3 separate regions of the Mus musculus genome follow, and all the other regions are linked to region 2. Evidence: chromatin contacts called from public promoter capture Hi-C and targeted proximity ligation data. All regions are on one chromosome and are shown on one strand. The core of a region is the stretch at or near the end of the contact, and the rest is flanking DNA. Distances in the headings are between cores, read along the strand shown. Region 1 overlaps Gm41805 (a long non-coding RNA gene). Region 2 holds the start of Tmem223 (transmembrane protein 223). Region 3 has its middle 21 kb from the start of Scgb1a1.

What was found. Promoter capture Hi-C pulls out the DNA fragments that hold promoters and counts their contacts.
Region 1: a promoter capture Hi-C map of pre-B cells shows a contact between it and region 2. A contact is called at or near these places in 14 of 39 promoter capture datasets (the 3T3-L1 cell line, the C10 cell line, the HPC-7 cell line and 8 more), 7 of 484 Hi-C or Micro-C datasets (the 63-12 cell line, B cells, differentiating embryonic stem cells and 1 more), 18 of 130 datasets of targeted methods (T-cell acute lymphoblastic leukemia, astrocytes, bone marrow-derived macrophages and 12 more) and 4 of 9 other capture datasets (adipose tissue, embryonic stem cells, liver and 1 more).
Region 3: a contact with region 2 is called in a targeted proximity ligation map of effector CD8 T cells, with 14 read pairs. A contact is called at or near these places in 4 of 39 promoter capture datasets (the C10 cell line, liver, maxillary cranial neural crest and 1 more), 1 of 484 Hi-C or Micro-C datasets (B cells), 9 of 130 datasets of targeted methods (the 230-238 cell line, bone marrow-derived macrophages, effector CD8 T cells and 4 more) and 2 of 9 other capture datasets (adipose tissue and liver).

Annotation. Positions count from the first base shown.
Region 1 is chr19:9,102,235-9,106,066 of GRCm38.p6, forward strand. Gm41805 (a long non-coding RNA gene) reads left to right here. Exons shown (of 3, transcript XR_877715.2): 3 at 314-477. Among named protein-coding and RNA genes, the nearest start is that of Gm41805, 4.4 kb to the left of the region's middle.
Region 2 is chr19:8,769,023-8,772,872 of GRCm38.p6, forward strand. Tmem223 (transmembrane protein 223) reads left to right here and starts at 1,974. Exons shown (of 2, transcript NM_025791.1): 1 at 1,974-2,293; 2 at 3,026-3,453. The coding sequence starts at 1,987. The coding sequence ends at 3,318. Nxf1 (nuclear RNA export factor 1) reads left to right here. Exons shown (of 21, transcript NM_016813.2): 19 at 1-161; 20 at 1,238-1,298; 21 at 1,552-1,888. The coding sequence ends at 1,590. Tmem179b (transmembrane protein 179B) reads right to left here. Exons shown (of 5, transcript NM_026325.3): 5 at 3,500-3,812. The coding sequence ends at 3,651.
Region 3 is chr19:9,064,511-9,068,634 of GRCm38.p6, forward strand. It overlaps a transcript of Ahnak not described here. Among named protein-coding and RNA genes, the nearest start is that of Scgb1a1, 21 kb to the right of the region's middle.

The DNA.
Region 1 (3,832 bases), core at 642-3,141, 330 kb after region 2:
TGCCCTACAGGCTTGTTTGTAGTCTGGTCTCATGGAGGCATTTTCTTAAACTGAGGACCCTTCCTCTCTGATGAAGCTAGCTTGTCTCAAGTTGACATAAAACCAGCCAGCATAGCCATCTCTGTTGTCCTCCCGTCTTTGAGGCAGTGTCTCACTCTATAGCTCAGGCTGGCTGGAATTCACTATGTAGCCCATGCTAGCCTTAAGGTGGAACTCGTCCTGCCCCAATACTCTGATCTTTAGATTACAGGTGCAAGCCACCACATGCAGCTGAGAAGTCATACTTTATTTCTTTGTCTTTCTTTGCCAGCAGAGCTTGGTTTCACAGAATTTTGAAGGAGAAGAATTTGTTCTGGAAGGGAGTGCTAGAACTTTGGGAAACAGAAAGCAGTTACTGCAAAATGTCACCTTAACCTCTTGTGTGATCACCTCTTCTATAGTCCAAGCTGCTGAAGAAGGCCTTTTACAGTTCACTCCTGGCAGAGGTAATTAAACCCTCTTTTTCTTCTTTTCCTTCAAAGGTCTGGCTTTGTGTGAAAAGTTCTGTAGTCTTGAGTAGGGTAACTCTGAGGCTCTTCCCCTCACTGTCTGCCCAGTGCCAGTTCGATTCTCCTCCAGTTCTCAGAGGAGAAAGCCGTTCAAAAGGAGAATCTGTGTCTGTACTGAACAGGTAGACATCTTAAAATTAAATTAGTATTATTATTTACTCTGGATGTGCCATGATGTGGAGTTCAGAGGACAACTGAGTCAGTTTTCTCCTTCTACTATGGATTCTCAGTGTCAGGGTCCTTATTTTAGAGGACTGTCAGACTCCATTAAGGAACAGGGAGTCCAAAGCTTTCTGTGATGGGGACTGTTGGGCCCAGCAGCGTGGTGCTACCTCAAGGATCTCATGGTAGTGTGGGAGATAGATGGATCATGAGTACTTTCTTTAAAATTGCTCAGCGTGTGCTGGGCCGGATGGCACAAGCTTTTAATCCAAGTACTCTGAAGGCAGAGGTAGGACGACCTCTGTGAGTTCAAGGCGAGCTGGTCTGTGTAGTGAATTCCAGGACAACCAGGGCTGTGTAGAGAGACCCTGTCTCAAAATAAATAGGTAAGTAAATAAATAGAATAAAAAAAAAGAAAGAAAAGAATTTCTCAGAGGATGAAATTGTGACTTCCGAGTTGATGTGAAAGTCTTCGCGTGCCTTTGAGCTGGGTCTCGTGGGGCTAGGACAGACTTTGCCAAGAAGGAAGAAATGGCTGAGCTGGAAGAGGTCTCTGCTGCTCTTCCTTCCTTCTTTCCTCCCTCCCTGCCTGCCTCCCTCTCTTCTCTTCCCCCACCCCCTGCATGTGAAAGTTGGAGGACAATTTTGTGGAGTCTATTCTCTCCTTCCACATTATTTAGGGGTTCCAGAGATCTATCCCAGCTTACCATGCTGGCACAGAAAGCACCATCCTTGTCTTCAGCCATCTTGCAGGGCATACCCTTCCCACCTCCACATAGCCTCAGGTATCCCAAGCCTTGAACTTGAGGATGACGTTGAATGCTGACTTTTCTGTCCCCACCTCTCAAATTGCTGGTATTATAGATGTGCATTACTAGCTCTGGGTTATTTGGTGATAGAGATTGTACCCAGGGCCTCATCCACCCACGCTAAGCCAGCACTCTACTAACAGAGCTGCATCTCCATCTCTCTACTGTTCCTTTATTCACTGTATGATTGTTAAGATGGAGACAAGTATCAAGTTTGGTATTGCTGCTGGGGTCAGATGCTAATGATAATGGAGTGATTTCCAGGAAGGAGACTCAAGTTGTTAGACAAAGTCTGTTGGGTCAACGTGTACTGTTGGGTAGAGAGCAGCATCATGGGTAAAAGGATGAGGGTTTACAGTTCGGTGGGCAGGACACACAAGAGAAACCACAGTGGCTCCTGGGGACATTAGGGTGGTTCTGGGTGTGAAGGCAAAGCCAGGCACTTGTGCTGCTCAGCTCCCCGAGTCTTTTAGAAACTTGTGCTGTGCTCTGGGCACCAGATGGAGGGAGGGTTGGCTTGGGTGGAGTTCGATTGCACTGTTCCTGCTTGGTGGCTGTGGCTGTGGTTTGTTAAATGAGAGCAGTGCCTCTCCTGGAGTTTAGGAACTTAGATCCTACACACCACCAGGAGACATAGGCTTGGGTTCAGCCTCTGCCTCCCTTGCTTGGGTTGCTCTGAACTAAAAACCCCAGGCCTTCCCTGTCATGGAGGTGGTCATGTCAGTTACAGAAACAGCCCTCCAGAGGGGTCTTGCTTACCTGGGGCCCTGAAACAGGGCCCTCAGTCATGTCTTGTGCCTGCTCCCTATTTTGCCTTTACCTTCTTGCTACCCAACTACCATCCTAATGAGCCTTGCTTGCTCTGTCTTCCTCCCCAAGGCCCTGGCCTTTCTGGTAATTCTATCTTAGAGCCTTTATAGTGGTTGGGTCCCTAAAGACCCGGATGAGTAAGGGAATCCTGCCCCTGTGAGTTGGACACTCAGCTACAGCAAGGAATGTGTAGCTTCTGCTCTGAAAACAGCTTCATTCTGGTTTGACCAGAGTACCAGAGGTAAAAGTCACAAAGTGGAGATCACATTTGTAGGTTGGCCCGACTGTGGAGTCCGACAGGCCATGTTCATATTCTTGTATTCCTGATTGTTAGTTTGGAAAGCCACATAGCTGGGTGTGGTGGTGTGTACCTGTAATCCTAGCCCTTGGGAGGTAGCAGCCGAGGCAGGGGCAGGGACGGGGCAGAGAGACCATTGTGAATTGGAGGCCACCCTGGTCTACATAATAGTGAGTTCCATGTAAGCCAGGGCTACCCAGTGAGGCCCTACCTCAGAAAAGAACCAAAGAAAGACTTCTCATGTGAAAAACAGGCATAGCATCTGCCTTCCAGGGTAGTTAAGGATAGAGTTAGTGAAAATATGGCTGGCCGGCCTTGGACACTCCTTATTCTGACCCCCAGAGTGAGCAGCCTTGTGGTCTGGCCCCAGCTCTTCGTGTGTCTGTCTCTTCTGGGCCCAGGAGGCCCACTTCTTCATGAAGAAGAACTACGTGCCAGGAGCTGAGCTCATGGGTGGGGTGGCTGCAGGGGCCACCCATCAGCCAGTTTTCCTCCCTTTCCTGGGAGCTGCTCCAGGGACAAGGGGCAGGACATCTGCTTTTCATTGTGTGACTGTCTCTAATTCTTCTGACATCTGAACTTCTTTTTTGAAGGAGGATACACTTAAGTGATTGTGACCAAGCTTGTTGCTGAGGGGAAAAAATTTAAACAAATGGGGATTAGAATCAGGCAGAGCTGGGGTGCAAGTCTCCACTGTGCAGTTATCCTGTGTGTTAGATGCTAGGTCTCTATCCCTGACTTCAACTGTGCTCTGCCTGGTAGGGCTCATTTAGAACTAAAGAGTGATGGTTAATGCCCTGTCTACTCCATATTGTAGAACCAGAAGTGAAAATGTTCCCTAAACCATAGAATATGAATCCGATATTCTCCTTTGTGTGGACACCCATGCAGGGAACAGCAGAGTCCCTGCCAGCTTAAGGGAAGGGTCAAAATAGTCCATGTTAACTTCTGAGGCCACAGAGCAGTGGCTTATTTAGTTATTTGTTTGTCTATATAGACGCGATTCTTACTCTGTACTTGAGGATGGCCTGAGCCTCCCTGCCTCAGCCTTCTGAGTTCTGGACCACACTACACAGCCAGCGGCCCATGGTAAAGATGCAGGCTGATAACCTTGAAGCATGGAAGGGGATTGGAAAACAAAGGGTGGTCTGGTTGGTGTGGTTTGGGATGATAATATATAATAATGACTAACACATGCTGCGTGG
Region 2 (3,850 bases), core at 724-3,223:
TTATTTGTGCGGAATGCCAGCCCTGAAGAAATCCAAAGAGCCTTCGCCATGTCTGCACCCACACCTTCCTCCAGTCCAGTACCCACGCTTTCCCCAGAACAGCAGGAAATGTTGCAAGCATTTTCTACCCAGTCTGGCATGAACCTTGAGTGGTCTCAGAAGTGAGTGCTGATCATAGATAGGAGGAACAAGGGGATGGCCTGACAGTGAATTATATAGTGCTTTGATAAAAAGATTCCTACTAAGAATTCTGCATAGGTTATTTTTAAATATTTAAAGCACAAATGAAGATTTGGTTTTCTGTCCCCTTCCTAGCTACCTGTGGCTCCCCTCTTCCCCAATTGGAATTACAGATTAGACCTAGACTTCACATATGCTGCACAGTCGCTGCCACTGAGCCCTTTTCAAACACGGTCTTACTATGTACTCTTGTCTGGCCTTGAAGGCATTAAAGGCATGAGCCAGCAGACCTGGCTGCCAAGTTTTGTTGTTGGTTGGTTGGGTTTTTTTTGAGACAGTTTCTCTGTTTTCCCTGGCTGTCCTGGAACTCACTTTGTAAACCAGGCTGGCCTCGAACTCAGAGATCCGCCTGCCGGGATTAAAGGTGTGTGCCACCACGCCATCTTTGGCTTTTGTTTGTTTTGTTTTTTGTTTTTTCGAGACAGGGTTTCTCTGTATAGCTCTGGCTGTCCTGGAACTCACTCTGTAGACCAGGCTGGCCTCGAACTCAGAAATCCCCCTGCCTCTGCCTCCCGAGTGCTGGGATTAAAGGCATGTGCCACCACACCCGGCTCAACTCCTTACCAAGTCCTAGATTCCAGTGAGCCTGAGCATTCCAAGGGAGCTAGAACTATAGGTGCATACCTAGTACCAAAGTCTTTTTATATATGGTTCTATATTTGAGTCAGGGTCTCACTTGTGCCTTCGCTGCTTGGAAGTCACTTTGTAGTCCAGGTTTACCTCAAACAGATACCTCCCTGCTTCAGCTTCTCCAGAGTGATAGGATTAAAAGCCTTGCCCAGCTGGAACATAGTTTTTAAACCGTGTAAATCCTTCCCTACCAGTGTAAAACTACACGTTGGTTGTTTTTGGTAAACATTTTATGTTTCATTTGTACAAGTGGTGTGACCCTGTGTAAACTTAATGAAAAACATTGGTGACTTTTTCTATAGGTTGGATTTTGGTGACTGACTGCATTTTGGTTCTTATGTGGCTTCCTATTTTAATCATACTCTAGGTGCCTTCAAGACAATAACTGGGACTACACCAGATCTGCTCAGGCCTTCACTCTTCTCAAGGTAAAGTATGGGAATTTTTTTTATTGCTAAAAATGGATCTCTTGAGCCTTTAACAAGGGTCAGATGAAGGCTGGGTGTGGTGATACTTGCCTTTTAATCCAGCATTTGGGAGGAAGGAGGGAGCCAGATCTCTGAGTTTGAGGCTAGCCTGGTCTACATAGAGAATGCCAGGACAGCCAGGGAGTCTACAGTAGCTGGGCAGGGAAGGTGGGAGAGAGGTGCCTGGTTCTACTTACATTTTATCTTTCTGCAGGCCAAGGGAGAGATTCCAGAAGTAGCGTTTATGAAATGATCACAAGAAAAGTCCCCTTGTAAATAGCCCCTGGATAATATTGTCTGGCTGTCATCTGCCGTCTCCTGTCCAGCCCGAGGCCACCCTGTAACTGTGACTGAGGAGGAAGGGCTGCTTCATCCTCCTCACCTACCTTCTGGAAGACTTAGAGAAGACTTCCGGAAGATTGAGCCTCATGGTGCCAGGAAGCCAAAGCTTACTTTGTAGAGCTGACACTAAACTACCCGAAGGACTTAGGTGCTCTGTGTACTTAACCCCAGGATTCCCTTTACTTTTTAAGATAAAGAGTGATATTGTAGTTTGTGTCCCATTACTGGCTTGTTTCCCTCAATGCAGGAGGGGTGGGCAAGTTCGCCGTGATAGGAAGTCCCGCCCCGGAGACGGAAGTGCGCCGCCATGGTGGCGTCTGTGCCGCTGCGGAATGTCAGCCACCTTTTGTCTGTGCTGCGGTCCCAAAATGTGCCCCGGTATTTGCAAAATGGCGTCCCACGGGATGTGCTGCTCTTCCGGCACGAGCGGGGCCGCTTCTTTGCCATCCTTGGACTGTTTTGTGCGGGTCAGGGCATCTTCTGGACCTCCCTGGCTGTTGCAGCCTTGTCCAGACCTCTGAGCCGAGTACCTGCGGAGGCTCCGAACCGGAGCTACCAGGACCTGCGCTCCGCACTCTGGCGCTACGGGCTGGCTGTTGGTTGCGGCACGATGGGTAAGCGCTTGGGCTCCAGATTGCTGTGGGGCTGTGAGCACAACGCTCACTTAGCAAAAAGGGGCTTCCAAAAAAGTAAGTGGGACACACGATATGGGTGCGGTGTAATAAAGTCCCTGAATGCCTTGCACCCTCACCCTGCATACAGTAGGCCAAGATCTGCCCCTCATACTAGCCACGAGCAGGTTTTTGAAGCCACAAATGCATTTTCTCCGTTTAACAATAGAGCTGGCTATCTATAAAAATGTCGATGGGGTGGGGGACGTGGCTCAGTTTGGTTTCTAAGACTGCTTGCCTAGTATGCATGAGGTCTAGGGTTTAGAACCCAACACTGCCTAACATATATGATGGCATCCAGATGTAATCTGGATTTGGACAGAAGATCACAAATTAAAAGTTATTGAACATATAGCAAGCTTGCAGCCAGCATGGAATAATAGACCCTGTCTGTTTTTTCAAGACACGGTTTCTCAGCTCTGGCTGCCCTGGAACTCACTCTGTAGACCAGGCTGGGTCAGAGATTCAACTGTTTCTGCCTCCCTAGTGATTGCGTGCACCACCACTGCCTAGCTACCTTTCTTAAAAAAAAAAAAAAAAAAAAGGATTTAGGAACCTTTTAGAGTTTTAGAGTGTAATTGCTCAAAACTGTTACTTCCATTACAGTAATTTGACTCTAAGGGGTGGGGGTGGGGGTGTCTGTATAACCTTTTACCCCACTTTGCCTCCCTGCAGGAGTCTTGGTCCTTGGTGCTGGTCTCCTCTACTCACTCCGATCTGTGCGGTCTGTCATGCTCCTTGCAGGAGGGCAGCAGGTGACATTGACCACCTATGCCCCCTTTGGCTTGGGTACCTGTTTCACAGTTCCCTTGAACCAGATTTCCTGCATGGCTCACAGAGGTGAAGTTCCTGCTATGCTGCCTCTGAAAGTCAAAGGCCGGCGCTTCTACTTCCTTTTGGACAAAGCTGGACACTTTCCCAACACTCAACTCTTTGATAACACTGTGGGTGCCTACCGGAGCCTGTGAAAAATGGCTTACCCTTCTCAGACGATGCAAAACCCTTAGGGATGAGGAGACTACCAGGACAATAAAAAGGTGCCCAGAATTCACTAACAGCCAATAAATCTCTTCCAAAAGGCTTGATACATGCCTACTTAAGCCATCATTCTGTCCTCTCTCTCATCTATTTAACATCAAGAAATCCATGCCATGATGAAGAAAAGTAATATATTATTTTGGTACAAAAAAGTTTAAGGAGAAAACTGAGGTTTCTAATATAAACAGGGCTGTACAGAGACAAGAGGATTAAAAGCACTGGGGCATGGAGGTTCTGGTTGTAGAAAGCACTTGAGTATTCTTCAGGAGTGAGACTGGTGGTGCCCAACAAGAGCATCTGTCTCAGAGCTCCACTCTTGGTCACCCCTCTCTTGGGGCTGGTATGATGTGGCTTTAAACTTGCACTGCATGGCCTGGAGCAGCAAAGCCAGACACCACAATATCAGATTCACCCAAGAAGAGGTCTGTGAAAGAGAACAGGAGTATGAGGTGGGAAGCCGGC
Region 3 (4,124 bases), core at 636-3,135, 300 kb after region 2:
TCAGGCTACCCAGTTCCAGCTTTTCTCCCTGGCTAGGTGTCTGAACTTAGCCTCAGCCTCCCTCATGCTGAAAGCAGGGCAACAGAGCCATGAGAATCATAATGTCACATAAAGGTGACATGAGATTACAAAGGGAAAGTGTCCTGGATGAAGGAAGCGCTCAGAAATTCTTAACTATACTATTGTTCTCTTTGGGTTGGGCCTGTGACACATTGAGCATGTTTCATGGGAATATGTGGCTAATTATCCATCAGAGGCCACCTATCCTTGAGATTAGGTTTCTTTTCCTTTTTTGTTACTGGTTTTGCTACTATTACTACTACTACTACTACTACTACTAATTCCAATAAATGATTCTAAGCAATTACCAGCAATAGTCCCATCACTTGGCTGACTGGAAAAGGTGTGAAACAACAGAAGATAAGTGTCTGGGAATGAGGAAGTTTCTGGGAGGGAACGAGGCTAGAACAGCCTCCCTCTGACCCCATATCTTGCCTTAGGCTTATGCCATAAATACCTTATGCTCTTAGCTTCCTTTAAACTGCATTCTTGTTCCAAGGATTGACCTGAAGTTTTGGTAGAAAAGAGATGAGACCCAGACCTGTCCTTGATACAACTAAAACTCCACTAAAAAGTGGTTCTAAGACATTTGCTTTTCTTGGAGTTTCTTCCCCAGCCTTTACTGTGAATTTATGTGTGTGTCCATATTCATGAGGAGGCCAGAGGTCAATGTCTGGTGTCTTCCTTGATCATCCACAATGACTTTTGTTTGGTTTGGTTTGGTTTCTTGAGGCAGGGTTTCTTTGTGTAGCTCTGGCTGTCCTGGGACTCACTCTGTAGACTCTGGAGCGGGGTGGTCAGTAAAGCCTGCCAGTAAGACCAAAGGGCTGGGGTTATGAGCAATGCCACCAGCTTTTATGTGAGTGCTGGGGTTTTAGACTTAGCTTCTTATACTTGTTTGTTTGTTTGTTTGTTTTGTTTTGTTTTGTTTCGAGACAGGGTTTCTCTGTATAGCCCTGGCTGTCCTGGAACTCACTTTGTAGACCAGGCTGGCCTCGAACTCAGAAATCCGAAATCCACCTGCCTCTGCCTCCCAAATGCTGGGATTAAAGGCATGCGCCACCACGCCTGGCTGTTCTTTATACTTGTATGGCAGTCACTTTATCTTCTCAGCCCCTAGGCTGGACAGCCTACCTTTCTTCCTTTTGGGAAAGTGAGGATGTTCTAGGCAGGGAGGCAGCAGTAGCATGCAGAGCATGTCTAGCAAGTTCTGTGTGGCATAGCACAGCTGGAGTGTTTTACAGCAGGCAGGGTATAGTGAGACCTTCCTGTGAGGAGCAGGAAGCCACTGGTGGTTTTCATGTAAGAAAGAGACATGAGTTTGCTTTTGTTTTGATCGACATCCTAACCATCAATCATAACAGCAATTATAGTGATCAATAGAAACCATGATTTTTGTGCTAGGCATTAGCTAAAATGCTTCAACATGACTCATCTTATTTAATCCTACCTTAGAGCTGAGCTAGGAGAGTCCACAGAGCCCATTCACTCAGCAGAAGGGCGGAGACAAGCCAGCTGTCCAAACAGGAAGTTAATGCTGTTAACCGTTCCTCAATCTCCCTAAACCTTGGTGTCTTCATGTCTGATCTTAACTTCATAGATATTTTATTCATGTAAAACACTTGGCACAGTGCCTGGAACACTATAACAACGCAGTAAGGGTTAGTCATTGTGACTTTTGTGGCTGTTTCCCACTTTAGAGTGTCCCCTGGTATGCCAGGTGCTGGGTGGTACCAGTAAAATCGCATGGGTTGGAACCAGTAAACTGGGCTCATAAAGCCGTTCCTGTCACTGTAGGGTGAAGAAGAGGGTGTGCTCTCTGCATCTGCTAGTGCACTCTTTGGTTGCCTTGGTAACCAGTCTAGACACCTGGCTCTCCCAGCAGCTGGTGCTTCTCTAGCTCAGGCCTGGGAAAATCTGTGTTGTTCCACAGTGGTTTCTCTGAGTTCATCCCTTTCTTTCCGCTCTGTGTTTCTGCTGCAGCTTAGTGTGTATGCGTGTATGTATGTGTTTGGGTATGTGGGTATGTGTGTGTGTATTTGGGTATGTGGGTATGTGTTCATCTCACAAACGCCATAGTGGAAGATGAGCTGAAGGGAGCAGAGGCAGCAACTGACTCAAATTCATTAGTGGAGAACTCATGAGCACTGGGAGGGTTACAGATGGAAGTAGAGAGAGATAGATTTTAGGAATGTTTTGGATTTAGAGTTGATAGGCTGTGACAATTTAACACCACAAGGAGAAGTGAAGAAAAAGCTTTCTCTCCCCTAAAAACTCAAACACATCCCTTTGTTTTCTTTTCTGCCTTTGTTCAGAGGAACATATCCACCTGTGTGATGTCTAATCTCACTTCTAGGCTGGTCATTTCTAGTTAATTAGCTTCCCTGTTTTTAAATTAAAATTCTTAAAAAATTTTTTTTTTTTGTTTTGGTCTTATATGTCTGAGTTTTTTTTGCCTGAATTTTGTTTTGTTTGGAAACAAATCTCAGCTTGTAGCTCAGGTGGGCCTGGGTCTCTCAGCAGTCCTTTTGCCTTAGTCTCCTGAGTGCTGGAGTTACAGGTGTGTGCTGCTACCCTCTTTTCTTGGCAGGCAAATTCAGCATTTATACAATAGAAGTCAAAACCGGAATCCAGAATGATTCCCTTCCCCTCTCTGGAAGCTGCTTCTCCTCCTGTGAGCGCCACTGTGGTCCAGGCAGAAACAAAACCGTGATGAACTGTGGGTGCTCCCACCTCCCCACCCGCTCCTCCGTGCTCCTCATCTCCCCACCCGCTCCTCCTGCCCCCTGAGGGCAACACCATTACTACTTTGGAAATCCCCACATGGGGCTTCTGTGCAGCCACCTCCGCTTCTCTTCACAGTTTCTCTGCCTCTCATGCAGGTTCTGCATTTCAACCACAGGGGTCTCCAGGGCTACAAATCTGCCTCTCCACCTTGACTTCCAGCTGCCTGGCACTTTCGGCATGACTACTCACTTTCTGTGCTGTCTAAAGTTCTATCTCAGATCTCAGCTTCCTCAATAGCCCCTATGTAAGTCATTTTCTTTATCTTGGCACCCTTGTACTCCCCTAGATGTAGCTAGTCTTTCCTCCCATGCTCTACCAGGGTTCTCACTGTCTGTCAGGATGCTCTTTCTTGGCTTTGCTTGGCCCACGTCTTTCCAATCTTTAAATCCCAGTTAAGTCTTCCCTGCTAGATCACTACTTACCACCCAAGCAGGTTCCACAACCCCATTTACATGGCTGGCTGCTGAGCCCTAGTGACCTGCATGTTTCTGCCTTGCTGGTGCTGGGATTGCACGGGTCCTGGGGACTGAATTTAGCTATTCTCATTTGCATGGCAAGCACTTTACCTCCACTAAGCTATCTCCTCAGCCTGAGGGTAAAAGTTTTGAACCAAGGTAGGATAGTAGATCTCCATGCTTTGAAGGATCCACAGGGACAATCAGATGATTGTCACTGAGATGGGGCACTTTTCTGAGAAAAGGCAGATGCATTTTACACGGTCTTAACCAACTGTTTCTTTTCATTCAGCCTGTGTCCTGACCTCACGTTCGGTCTCACCTACCCCAGGCTGGCCTGGAATATACTTGATTTGTAGCTGATGATGATCCTGAACTTCTGATCTTTTTGCCTCCACCTCCTATGCTACTATTATGGATGTGAGCCACTATGGCTGATTTACGTGTTGCTGGTGATCGAACCAAAGACTTTGGACATGCCAGGCAAGCATTGCCCTAATGGAGCTACATGCCTGGTCACACAATATGAAGATTTTTATTTATTGTCTTTTTTATAGTGTCTCCCCACTGCAATGTGAACTCTAGAAGAGGGTAACCTGGCAGCCCAGAACAGACATGTCTCTTTAGTCCTTTTTATTGGTGGAACATTGGTGGTAGACATGTTATTCCTAGAGCTAGCTAATCTTTTCCTGCAGGTAAGAAAGGCTTCGTACCTGAGCTTCAATCAGGGACTGTCTAACCCACTGAAATCAAAGAATCACTTTTCCATTTGTAACCCAAAAGGATTCTGCTACCCAAGGAGAAGCAATGGCTTGGGGCTAA